Linked DNA regions of Pan troglodytes: all the other regions are linked to region 1. A link is a contact called in public Hi-C and HiChIP or PLAC-seq data. All regions are on one chromosome and are shown on one strand. Each heading gives the region's core, a stretch centred on a gene start, on an enhancer-like site or on the middle of the called end of the contact. The rest is flanking DNA. Distances are from core to core; before and after follow the strand shown. Region 1 holds the start of ZSCAN31 (zinc finger and SCAN domain containing 31). Region 2 holds the start of ZSCAN16 (zinc finger and SCAN domain containing 16). Region 3 holds the start of LOC112209458 (large ribosomal subunit protein eL30-like). Region 4 holds the start of ZSCAN9 (zinc finger and SCAN domain containing 9).

Region 1 (2,709 bases), core at 136-2,635:
CTTCTATTCCCTACCATCCTTTGAACTGTAGAGAGTTGGACTGAGGAATAGAGGTTCAGGAAGATACGGACTTGGAATTGTTTTTCCCTTTGTAACCTCTACCAGCCTTACATTTCTTTTCTTTTCTTTTCTTTTTTTTTTTTTTTTTTTTTGAGGCAGAGTCTTGCTCTGTTGCCAGGCTGGAGTGCAGGTGCAGTGGTGCGATCTTGGCTCATTGCAACCTCCGCCTTCCGGGTTCAAGCGATTCTCCTGCCTCAGCCTCCCAAGTAGCTGAGACTATAGGCGCATGCCATCACGCCCAGCTAATTTTTGTATTTTTAGTAGAGACGGGGTTTCACCATGTTGGCCAGGATGGTCTCGATCTCTTGACCTCATGATGTGCCCACCTCAGCCTCCCAAAGTGTTGGGATTACAGGCGTGAGCCACTGCGCCCAGCCCAGCCTTACATTTTCTAGCCTCTCCATTCCACTGAGTAAAGAGGGACTTACTGACATCCGAGTCCAGTCAAATAATTTTGCAGTCACTCACTTCTAGTTTAAAATCTAGTCCCAGCTGGTTCACAGGAATCTCAGGTTTCCCTTCCCTCTTAGATCAGGCCCAGGTCTCATGGCTTCTGGGATAGGCTGTCTTTCAGAATATCTTACTTTTCCCTCCTAAAATACAGAAATCATCCATTACAAAGTGATGACTCTGACGAAACCTGATGGCTGGTGCTGTTGTTTCTAGATAATACCATACTGAGGAAGGAGTAGATTAGGAAGCAAGAAAATCACTTTGATTTGGGGCATATTGAATTGGATTTGTTTGCAAGATTTCCATATAGGACTGTCTGGAAGGCAGCTCAGGATAGGGATCAGGAGTCTACAGCCTAGAAATAGAAGTTAAAACCTTGCGAGTGATTAAAGATAGTTCTGGGGAAGACTGTGGATAGAGAAAAGAAAAGGTCAAGAACAGAACCACCAGGCCTACTCTTATTTAAAAAAAGAAAGACCAGTGAATTATACTATTAGCCAACATGTATATGGTACTTACCACTGTCATGCCAAGTGTCAGGTTCCAGTCCATACTGAGGTCCGAGGGGAGTTGTTGGATGGGTGGCAGGTAGTTGAAAGAACACTCGGGGCTGTAGGCAGGTAAAATATGATTTTATTCAGCAGCAGCTGCTGCAGCTCTCACACTGTCTGCCTCTGTCTCGGCTGCCTCCTCCGACCGCAGCCCTTCTCAGCAAACGGCTCTGTGGCTCCTGCTGCTCCCACACTTACAGCTGTACTCCTTGGCACACTTGTTAATTCCTGGCTCACCTCTGTCTGTCTGCAAGATGGCCAGTTCTCTCTTACAGGATCAGCAGTTTTTCTCTCTCTCTCTGGGCACAAGTCCTATGTACAGCGTCAGCAGGGCAGTTATACCATTTACAGACAATAGTGGCTGTAAGCCAAGTATGAGCTTACACAAACAGGTTATATAACAAGTGGAGTGGTGCGCCTGCGTTCCAAACTCGCTGAGTCACGCTGGCCTGCATATCTGCCTCGGCCTATTCTTGACCAAAGCACATCCATTTACCTTACACTCCACCCCCTTGGCCGAGGGAGACATAGGTTTTTGGGTACACAGGCCCAATATATAGGTTTGGCACACAGGCCTGACATATAAACTTTGGGCACCCAGGGCTGATACACACAGGCTTGACACATAAGTCTGACATATAGGCTCTGGGCACACAGGCCCAATGTATACATAGAGGCTTGACACATAAGCCTGGCACATAAGCTCTGGGCACTTGGGCCACAGTAATACAGGGAGCAATAATTTCAGGTTATAGTGAGCAATCACTACATGGTGATGTTACCCCAGTGTTGCTTTATATATTAATCCAGGGTTTTTGCTTCCCTACCTTTAGGGTGTTGGGGCGGGCAACAACAGGTTACTGTTTGTCCCCATACCTGGTTGGAGGAAGTCATCCTTTCTCCCATAGATCTGGCCACATGGCCTGGCCCTACATGGGTCAGTGACTAGCCACTTCTATAACTTCTAGGTAGTTAGCCACAAGGTTAAGCCTTGATAAACTGCCCAGCTATCAGTGCAGATTACCATAGGTGTCACCTTCTTGGTGATCACCATTTACATTGCCCTGAGTTCAGTTTATTAGCTACTTTGTCCATACCTGGTATCAAACCATAGGGTGTTGGTACTAGGCTGGGCTGCAACAGCAGTCCAGGTAGCAGTAGCACCCTGGCTAGACCTATCTGTGTACCATGCCCCATTGGGAATGCGGGAATGCCCTTCCTTAAAAGGTGAAGGCTCAGGATCTAGGGGTGCCTCAGGTCCCATAACCTTCTCTTGCATTAGGACTGTAGGTCCTAAGACTTCCTGTAATTGTGCTTCTAAGGGACTTGAGTTAGCATACTTTGCTGTTCCAAGTAGGCTTAAGCACCCCACTTTACAAAAGTGGATGTCTGTGCCATCCCAGTGTGTGGGTTGTTACCCATGAGCATACCCACCCTGCTATTGGGTAAGTCATGCGCGCGACGACTGTAGCCCATCCTGCCAGGCTGTCGCGAGTCTAAAGGGCAGCATATGCAGTTAGTAACTGCTTCTCTGTCGAGGAATACTGGAGCTCAGCTCCCTTCCAAAGTTGGGACCAAAAGTCTACTGGCATTCTAAAGAGCTCTGTGTGATGCCATAAGCCCCAGTCAAAACTATCTGGTCACA
Region 2 (2,709 bases), core at 57-2,556, 240 kb before region 1:
AAAGAAAATAAACTGAGTAGCTTATCATTTTATCATTTTAGAGTAAAAATACCCTTGCACTCACCCAAGGCTCTCACTATCTCTCCACCCAACGATCTTTTGCTCACTCAGCTCCAGAAAAACAAGCATCCTTCCTTTGCCCAAAATACTTAAAACACACTCCACTCCAGGCTTTTGCATTTGTTATCCCTCTCCCTGAAACATCTTTATCCCTGATGGCCCATTCCCTCAGCTCCCTCAATCTTTGTTCAAATGTCAGTTTCCTAGTCAGGTCCTCCATGAATATCCTATTTAAATTGCATCACTTCATTCTCACCCCAAATTCCCTATTTCCTTTATTTTCTCCTTAGAACTGATATCCACCGTCTACACACTATGTATATTTTTTGGTTTATTGCCTGCCTCCCCACCACACACACACACACATACACACACACACACACAAGATTATAAATTCCATGAAAGGAAGAGCATTGTTTTGCTCAAAATTAGTTCCAGCTTCCACAATAGTGCCTGGCATAGTAGATAAATCAATATTTGTGTAAGAAAGGGGAAGAGGGAGTAAAAAACTAAGAGCATTTTTCACCCATCAGTTTGGCAAAGATCAAAATATTTTATAACACTGTGTTGACAAGTATAGGTAAATAAGAATACTGCTAGTAGATTCTATGGTGATTTGGCATTAACAAAAGTACAAATTTCCCTATTCTATGCTGTAGTAATTCCCTTTCTAGACATACAGACTATGGATATATCCTTACACATGAAAAATGATGTGAGTTCACAGTAAGTTATTGCAGCAATGTTTGAAAAAGAAGAATTGGAAACAACCTCATGACCACCAATGGGGTACTTATTAACAAATTATAGAACATAATACACAGTTGAATACCGTGCAGTTGTTTAAAAAAGAGCAAGATCAAGGAAACACTTATGTACAGCCTTTACCAAGACCACTTGGTAAAAAGAAAAATAAGAAAGGTACAGAAGTGCTACTGTTTGTGCAGAGGGGAAAAAGCGCGGACAATCTATAACGGTGTAATATATCTACGGAAGGATATACAAGTCACGAAAAATATTGTCAAACTAGACGCTGGGGGACATTTACTCTTTTTAATAAATGTATGTGAATGCATTACTTATCCATATTACTCAATAATTAAACCGAAAAACGTTTTAAAGAAGTATAAATAAGACTTGCTCGCAGATCCCGCAGTCCCATCAATACGAGGCGTAAAAGCCGGGTCCTCCACTGGCTAGGGCCGAGGAGGCAAGCCCTGAAGCTGCCACAGAGGCGAAGCTTCCTAGAGCGGCCCGGAAGTGCCCGGCTGAAGCGGCCGGGCGCCGATTGGTGTCTTTGAGTCTAGTCTTTGTTCGGGGCTGTCCAAAGGACGCTAGCTGTTGCACCTGTTCCTCCCTGCGCGTAAGGTGAGTGTCTCCCGGCTCCCAGGTGGAGAAAAGGGGACAAGGCGCAGCTGTGGTCAGCAGCAACACCCTCCCCACACCTCCCTGTCGCGGGCAGAGTGTAACACTCCTGTCCCTCCCTCCGTCCCCCAACAGATCTACAGGAGAGGAGTTGGCCCAACCTTCCGGGAGAGGATGGGTGGAAGGGGGACACTGGTTGCGGGTTCCTTTGCAGAGGCATCTGTCTGATCCCCTTCCAGGGTTGGCACACATATCCTATAACCAGTGAATCCTGGGGGCACAAGCTGGCCCGTGCATCTCATGGTAACAGAATGAAAAGCCTTTTAACAAAGCCGTTAATAATACTTGGCATTTATTTAGTGCTTACTAGTGCCCGCTGCCATGCCAGGGACGTTGCATACGTTCTCATGTAATCTGTATATCAACCCAGTAACACACATGAGAATTGTACCTGAGGATCTGTAGTTCTAGTCCAGATAAATAACTTCCTCTAAGTTACACAATAGAGCACAGATTCAAATCATATCCCTGCGTCACTGTTTTTTGTTTTGTTTTGTTTTGTTTCAGCTTCCTATAAGACTGTTTTCTCTGATTGACTTCTGGTGGCTTGGCTTCATTATGATGTGTTTATGTTCACAGAAATTTTTGTAATTTCTCTATGGTAACAACTTTTTATGCCTTAGGAGTGTCTCTGAGGCAGGATTCTAAGAGATTCTCTTTGACTCAATCCCATATAGAGGATAAATCTCCTGGCAAAGCCCAGAATGACCACAGCCCTGGAACCTGAGGACCAAAAAGGACTTCTGATAATTAAGGCAGAGGACCATTACTGGCGACAGGATTCCAGCTCACAAAAGTGCAGTCCTCACAGGAGGGAACTCTATAGACAACACTTCAGGAAGCTCTGCTATCAGGATGCACCTGGACCCCGTGAAGCTCTTACCCAGCTGTGGGAGCTCTGCCGTCAGTGGCTGAGGCCAGAATGCCACACCAAGGAGCAGATTTTAGACCTGCTGGTGCTAGAACAGTTCCTGAGCATTCTTCCTAAAGACCTGCAAGCATGGGTGCATGCACACCATCCAGAGACTGGAGAGGAGGCAGTGACGGTACTGGAGGATCTGGAGAGAGAGCTTGATGAACCTGGAAAGCAGGTGTGAAGGGGCAGTCATCTGGCTGTGAGTGATCAGGGGATATGGACGGAGCCAAAGCAAAAGGCATATGAAAGAACATCTGAAAATATTTATCCTCTAAAGAACAAGGCATAGGAAGGGACCTGACTACCTA
Region 3 (2,709 bases), core at 92-2,591, 150 kb before region 1:
TACATACACATACATAATACTTCTTTAAAGATAATATGAAAAGTCTATGTTTAGAACCTTCTTAAAATTGAGCCTGAAGCTAAATGGCCCTCACCAACATTAAATATCTAAACTCTCTATCATCTAAAACAAACAACCGTACTATACATACTGTTCTGCAACTTGCCTTTTTTTAAAAAAACTTAGAAGTGGGAAAATAGGCTGGGCACAGTGGCTCATGCCTGTAATCCCAGCACTTTGGGAGGCCGAGGGGGGCGGATCACTTGAGGCCAGGAGTTGGAGACCAGCCTGGCCAACATGGCAAAACCCCGTCTCTACTAAAAATACAAAAATTAGCCAGGCATAGTGGCATGTGTCTGTAATCCCAGCTATTGGGGAGGCTGAGGCAGAAGCATTGCTTGAACTCGGGAGGTGGAGGTTGCAGTGAGCAGAGATCACCCCACTGCATGCAGCCTGGGCGACAGAGCGAGACTTCATTAAAAAAAAAAAAAAAAAAGTGGGAAAATATTTATAAACTACTATGTATAGAACAGCATTATTCCTATTAATAATCACATACCACTTTAATGTTTTGCTTAATCATAATTTATTTAACCAAGTATTCCACTTTGGTGGACATTGGGTGGTTTTAATGTTTAACACAGGTGTGAGAATAAAAAAGAGCCTCTCCCAACAAAGCTGAGAACAGAGATAGGACATTTCACAGGGAGGAAAAAAAGCACCAACATTCTTCTGGTAGAAAAGAAAAATTTCCCCTCCAAAATTCTGCACCAAATATCAAAAAGCACACAAACTCTAACGAGTGTAAGAATCTTCCTTCCTTCCTTCCAGTTTTTTTTTTGTTTTGTTTTTTGTTTTGTTTGTTTGTTTGTTTGTTTGTTTTTTTGACAGGGTCTCATTCTGTGGCCCAGGCTGGAGTGCAATGGCGGCAATCAGGGCTCACTGTAGCCTTGACGCCCCCAGGGCTCCAGCGATCCTCCGCCTTAACCTCCTGAGTAGCTGGGACCACAGGTGCGGGCCACCACTTCCGGCTGATTTTTGCAATTTTTGTAGAGATAGGGTTTCTCCATGTTGCCCAGGCTGGTCTCGAAATTCTGAGCTCAAACAATCCACCCGTCTTGGCCTCCCAAAGTGCTGGAATTACAAGCGTGAGCCACCGCACACAGCCTCAGGCTTCTTTTCTTGCTGATCATTTTATAATTGAGGTTGTCAGAGCTGGAAGGAACGTTAGGGGTTACTGTTCTGCTTCTCAAGTTGGGTTGGATTTAGTGAGTGGGCTTAGTTAAGAGCCACAATTAGGACCAGGCATCCTGACTCCCGCACCAGGGGGTTACCCACCCCACAGGCCCTTCCCAGTGTCGGTAGCAACTGGACTGAGCCAATCTTCTGCTAAACACAAAAAGACTTTCTTTCTTTCACTGTCCTAACCAAAGCAAGAGGAGTGCCATCGGGGTGCCTGCGCGCCTCTAATTTTTGTAAAAAAAACATGTTCTCACCTGTTGCTGATTTATCATAGACTGATCAACACCAACTCCTAGAGAAAGTAACAAAAGAGAAAGGAGGGCATCTCCTGGCCCTCGGGCATATTACAGAAGCAAATGAAAAGGAATTACAGTCAGGTTTCTGGTACGTCACAGAAAACAGGAATCTAAGGACAAAGTTTAGATCGGGAAGCAAATCAACCCTTTGAATGCAGAATAAAGTGGCAGAAGGACCCGGGGAAGGTCCCAGCGTGTCTCGAGGGGCATACAGGGCGGCCAGCTGGAGCCGGGTCAACAAAAAAGCAGGTGATTTTTGTCTACCAATGAATGCCAGCACTGGTTCAACCTATTATTAGATATTTGCCAAGTAACTTCACTACTCTAAGTGACAGTCGTCATTTTTATGGTGGTTGTGAAATGCGTCTTAATTAAGACACCTGACTCAGACTGTGGTTATGGGGATTAAACCAGGAAAAAACGATTAGATCATGTTTCTACAAGACTCACTGGGAGCACTACACAGACGAAGAAATTCAGTTTGTTGATTCTTCGTGTGACGAGGTGGCCGAGTGGTTAAGGCGATGGACTGCTAATCCGTTGTGCTCTGCACACATGGGTTCGAATCCCATCCTCGTCGGCTGCATGGCAAGCCTTTTGTTCCAGGAATCACAAATGATATGGTAAGCACTTTATTTGGCAAATTCATTCCGTATTCACCAGCCATTTCAATAATTCCCTCTGATCTTTCCTGTTCTCTGCTTCTTTAGTAACACTTGTCTTGGCTGTGAATGTAATTTGTTAGTTGATTTATTTGATTCAGGCTTCATTCTCATGCAAATTTTCATTCCTTCACAAGTTTTGCTTAGCGGGATTCCCCATTGAGGAAACAATTGAAGATTTAATTGAGGGCTATAGAAAAACATTGCCTGAAAAATTTAAAGGTACTTATAAAATCATAAAGAGTTACATATGCAACATTATGGGTATTGAACCGTATGGGTTACTTAAGGCATTTTCAGCCTAATTGTATATCTCTACTGCAATTTTCATTTATTATCTTAATGCTAACTTTTAAAGCAGTCACTATTGCCTAAGGATTCCATCTTTGAAAAAGGAAGGAGAGTGAGAGTGTCTCTTAGAGATATAACAAAACTTACAAATACATTCCATAGAACATTTCTAGTTAGTACTAAAGCATTTCCTCCTGAGAAAGGAAAGAAGAATGTCA
Region 4 (2,709 bases), core at 85-2,584, 130 kb before region 1:
ACTTGACTCTGGGCTGGAGCCTGCCTGAGCCCTATAGTTGACCCACTTAGCAAGCACATATAAACCAGTGAGAGACCCTAACCAACTGCCAGTGAGACATTTAAGAAGTTTCATACAAATATTAAATTGCATTTACTTGTCACAGATGGTCATACAAAATGGAAAATAATAACATATTTAAACAGTCTATTCAAGTCCAAGAGAAATTGAGCATTTACTCTCATTTCATAGTTTGTTAGGAAAGTTTGTAATGAGGGATTTGCAAGTGAACATGGTATGGTAGAAAAAGTGATGAGGATTTTTGAGCAAATTTTCTGCATGTTACTGCTCTTATTGATTATATACTTACTGGATATTTGAAAGAAAAAGAAGTAAAGCATAAAGCTTGGGTTTATTTAATGCCCTCAGAAGGCTAGGTTGAGGAAAATAATAAAGAAATTTTCCGAGCTACTACCGTTTTGGAGTTAAAACAGATCATGGAGCCTCCATTAACACACAAGATACTTTCTTACTGCTTTAATAAAATAAATGATAAGATTCTGTTAAAACAAACAGAATATAGTTTAATCTACGTGACACCATCATTCTGGTTGGCATAGTAAAACTGATGAATGACTAACAGTACCTACAATTATGCTCTTTTGTACCAATAAAATTTATTTAAGGCTGGGCATGGTGGCTCATGCCTGTACCAGCACTTTGCCAGGCGGAGGTGGGAGGATCACTTGAGGTCAGGAGTTAGAGACCAGCCTGGCCAACAAAGCAAGACCCTGGTCTCTACCCCCACCAAAAAAAAAAAAATGCTGGGCATGGTGGTATGTGACTGTAGTCCCAGCTACTCAGGAGGCTGAGGCAGGATTGCTTGAGCCAGGAGTTGCAGTCTGCAGTGAGCTATGATGGTGCCACTGCACTCCAGCCTGGGTGACAAATTTATTTAATTGGTTTTGGTTTGATTTTGTATTATTATCACTAAAACTCCAGAAAACTTTTACAGCAAAAAAACCAAAAAACAAACAAAAACAAGAAAGAAAGAAAAGGAAAGGAGGATGGGAGAAAGGCAGGAAGGGAGGGAGGAAGGTAGGAAAAGAGGAAGGGAGGGAGGAAAGAAGGCAAGCACGCAGGCAGATGCCTAAATAAAGAATACATAGGGGCCTGGACAAATAAATTGCTTTATGGACTGTTATGCACCCATAGAATAAGTTAGACTTACATGATGAGTAAAGCTGTTTAGGATACATGAAGTGAAAACGTTAAAATAAGCGGGGGAGAAAAGGCTAAATATAAAATAATGCCATTGTGTGTGTGAGAGAGGATCACAATGATATACAAATTCCAGGCTAACGGTGACAGTGGCTGCCTCGGGGAGTGGGACTAAGGAGGGGTAGGTGGGGTTTGACATTTTACTTTATTAATTTTGGTATTGTCTGAGGGTTTTTAAACCATAAATAATGTATTAATTTTAAAAATGCTTTTAAAAATCAGCATTTTCAATAGTTAACGGTCTATGCTTCAACAACGTTTTCCGTTTAAAACCTGTGTGCGGCCCACACACGTATGACATTCTGGTTATGTGATTCACTGCTGAAAAAGAACTGGACGCCAGGAAATTGGGGGTTGAGTCCGAAGCAAGGTGAACGCCGGACATCGAGACATGGAATCCTAGACCGGCCCGGAAGTGCCTCTGCTCCGTCCGCCTTCGAGGAGAGGTCGGCATCTTTCTTCCCTGCCCGGCCATTGTTCGTGCCGCGCTTCTAGCAACGCCGGGCCGGTAACCCCCTCTCCCTCCTTGCGCGTTCCGGGTCTCGTGAGTTGGCTGTGAGGACCGGGAATGGAGGCGGGTCAGGGAGGGTGGGGCTGGAAAAGGGGTGTGGAAAGTGAACCTCAGCCGCTGGGAAGTGGGAGCCGGAGGAGGGGGCGGCGGTCAGTGCCGGGCGGCTTCGGGCGTCCCCTAGACCAGAGTGGTCATCCCCAGCTGTGGGGACATTGTACAAGAAAGGGTTGTAGGAGGACTGCGAGGCTGAAGGGTCACCTCGGTGAATAACGACAACAGGCTTAGGACTCAGGGAAAGAAACACCCGGGAGAGGAAGTTAAGGACAATTAAGACTTTGGCAGCCTTCACGATGGAGAACCTGTATATCCTCTTACCTCTAGATTCTGAAAGCAAATTAAGGGGCGTTGAATGGACTGGTTTTCAAGCGCAGAATGCAGCAGTTCCCGATTCCCTTTTCCTTAGTTCATTGATTCTCAAACCTTATAATACATACAAATCACTGAGGAGCCCGTTAAAGGGCATATTCTGGGTCTCCCTGTACTTCTCTCCACCTCCCAATTCAGATTCCCCAGATGTCTGCCATAGGGCCTTTCAAGCTGGAATTCAGCTGCTGCGCTGTGCTTCCTGACATTTTGGAGACACACATTTTGGGAACACCCCCATGGGTTTCAGGGGCTTCCTGCGTCTGTGGAGAAAACTTGGGCTTCTTTGGCTTCTTAGGATTGTCCTCAAAAAGAAGTTGACCTTGGGCAATCTACTTAACTTTCCCTGGCTTCCATTTCTTATCTAGTGAAATAATTATTATAATAAAACCTCAGTGGGTAATTGTGAGGATGAAATATAGTCTTGTATCTGAAAGCATATTGTAGACTTGTGCAGTGTTGACTGTTATTCTTCAGTAGCAGCAGGGCGGTGTGGAAAGCTCCAGGACTTGGAA

Evidence for each region. Hi-C and Micro-C count contacts between places; a contact is called where the count stands out from the background. HiChIP or PLAC-seq counts read pairs in DNA pulled down with a chosen protein or histone mark.
Region 2: a contact with region 1 is called in an H3K4me3 HiChIP or PLAC-seq map of stem cell-derived excitatory neurons, with 12 times the contacts expected there. The contact joins the promoter of ZSCAN16 here to the promoter of ZSCAN31 in region 1. A contact is called at or near these places in 3 of 7 Hi-C or Micro-C datasets (blood, induced pluripotent stem cells and stem cell-derived neural progenitor cells) and 1 of 1 datasets of contacts at active chromatin or transcription factors (stem cell-derived excitatory neurons).
Region 3: a contact with region 1 is called in a Hi-C map of stem cell-derived neural progenitor cells, with 2.7 times the contacts expected there. The contact joins the promoter of LOC112209458 here to the promoter of ZSCAN31 in region 1. A contact is called at or near these places in 2 of 7 Hi-C or Micro-C datasets (blood and stem cell-derived neural progenitor cells).
Region 4: a contact with region 1 is called in an H3K4me3 HiChIP or PLAC-seq map of stem cell-derived excitatory neurons, with 5 times the contacts expected there. The contact joins the promoter of ZSCAN9 here to the promoter of ZSCAN31 in region 1. A contact is called at or near these places in 1 of 7 Hi-C or Micro-C datasets (blood) and 1 of 1 datasets of contacts at active chromatin or transcription factors (stem cell-derived excitatory neurons).

The regions. Positions count from the first base shown.
Region 1 is chr5:34,300,947-34,303,655 of NHGRI_mPanTro3-v2.0_pri, forward strand. ZSCAN31 (zinc finger and SCAN domain containing 31) reads right to left here and starts at 1,386. Exons shown (of 4, transcript XM_016955100.4): 1 at 1,302-1,386; 2 at 1,033-1,123. The coding sequence starts at 1,065. The region is part of intron 1 of ZKSCAN3 (zinc finger with KRAB and SCAN domains 3); the gene reads left to right.
Region 2 is chr5:34,056,510-34,059,218 of NHGRI_mPanTro3-v2.0_pri, forward strand. It overlaps ZSCAN16 (zinc finger and SCAN domain containing 16), which reads left to right and starts at 1,307. Exons shown (of 4, transcript XM_009450707.4): 1 at 1,307-1,428; 2 at 2,163-2,576. The coding sequence starts at 2,190.
Region 3 is chr5:34,146,140-34,148,848 of NHGRI_mPanTro3-v2.0_pri, forward strand. LOC112209458 (large ribosomal subunit protein eL30-like) reads left to right here and starts at 1,342. Exons shown (of 3, transcript XR_010157937.1): 1 at 1,342-2,161. It overlaps TRNAS-GCU (transfer RNA serine (anticodon GCU)), which reads left to right and starts at 2,037; the gene lies at 2,037-2,118.
Region 4 is chr5:34,166,160-34,168,868 of NHGRI_mPanTro3-v2.0_pri, forward strand. It overlaps ZSCAN9 (zinc finger and SCAN domain containing 9), which reads left to right and starts at 1,335. Exons shown (of 5, transcript XM_009450713.5): 1 at 1,335-1,815.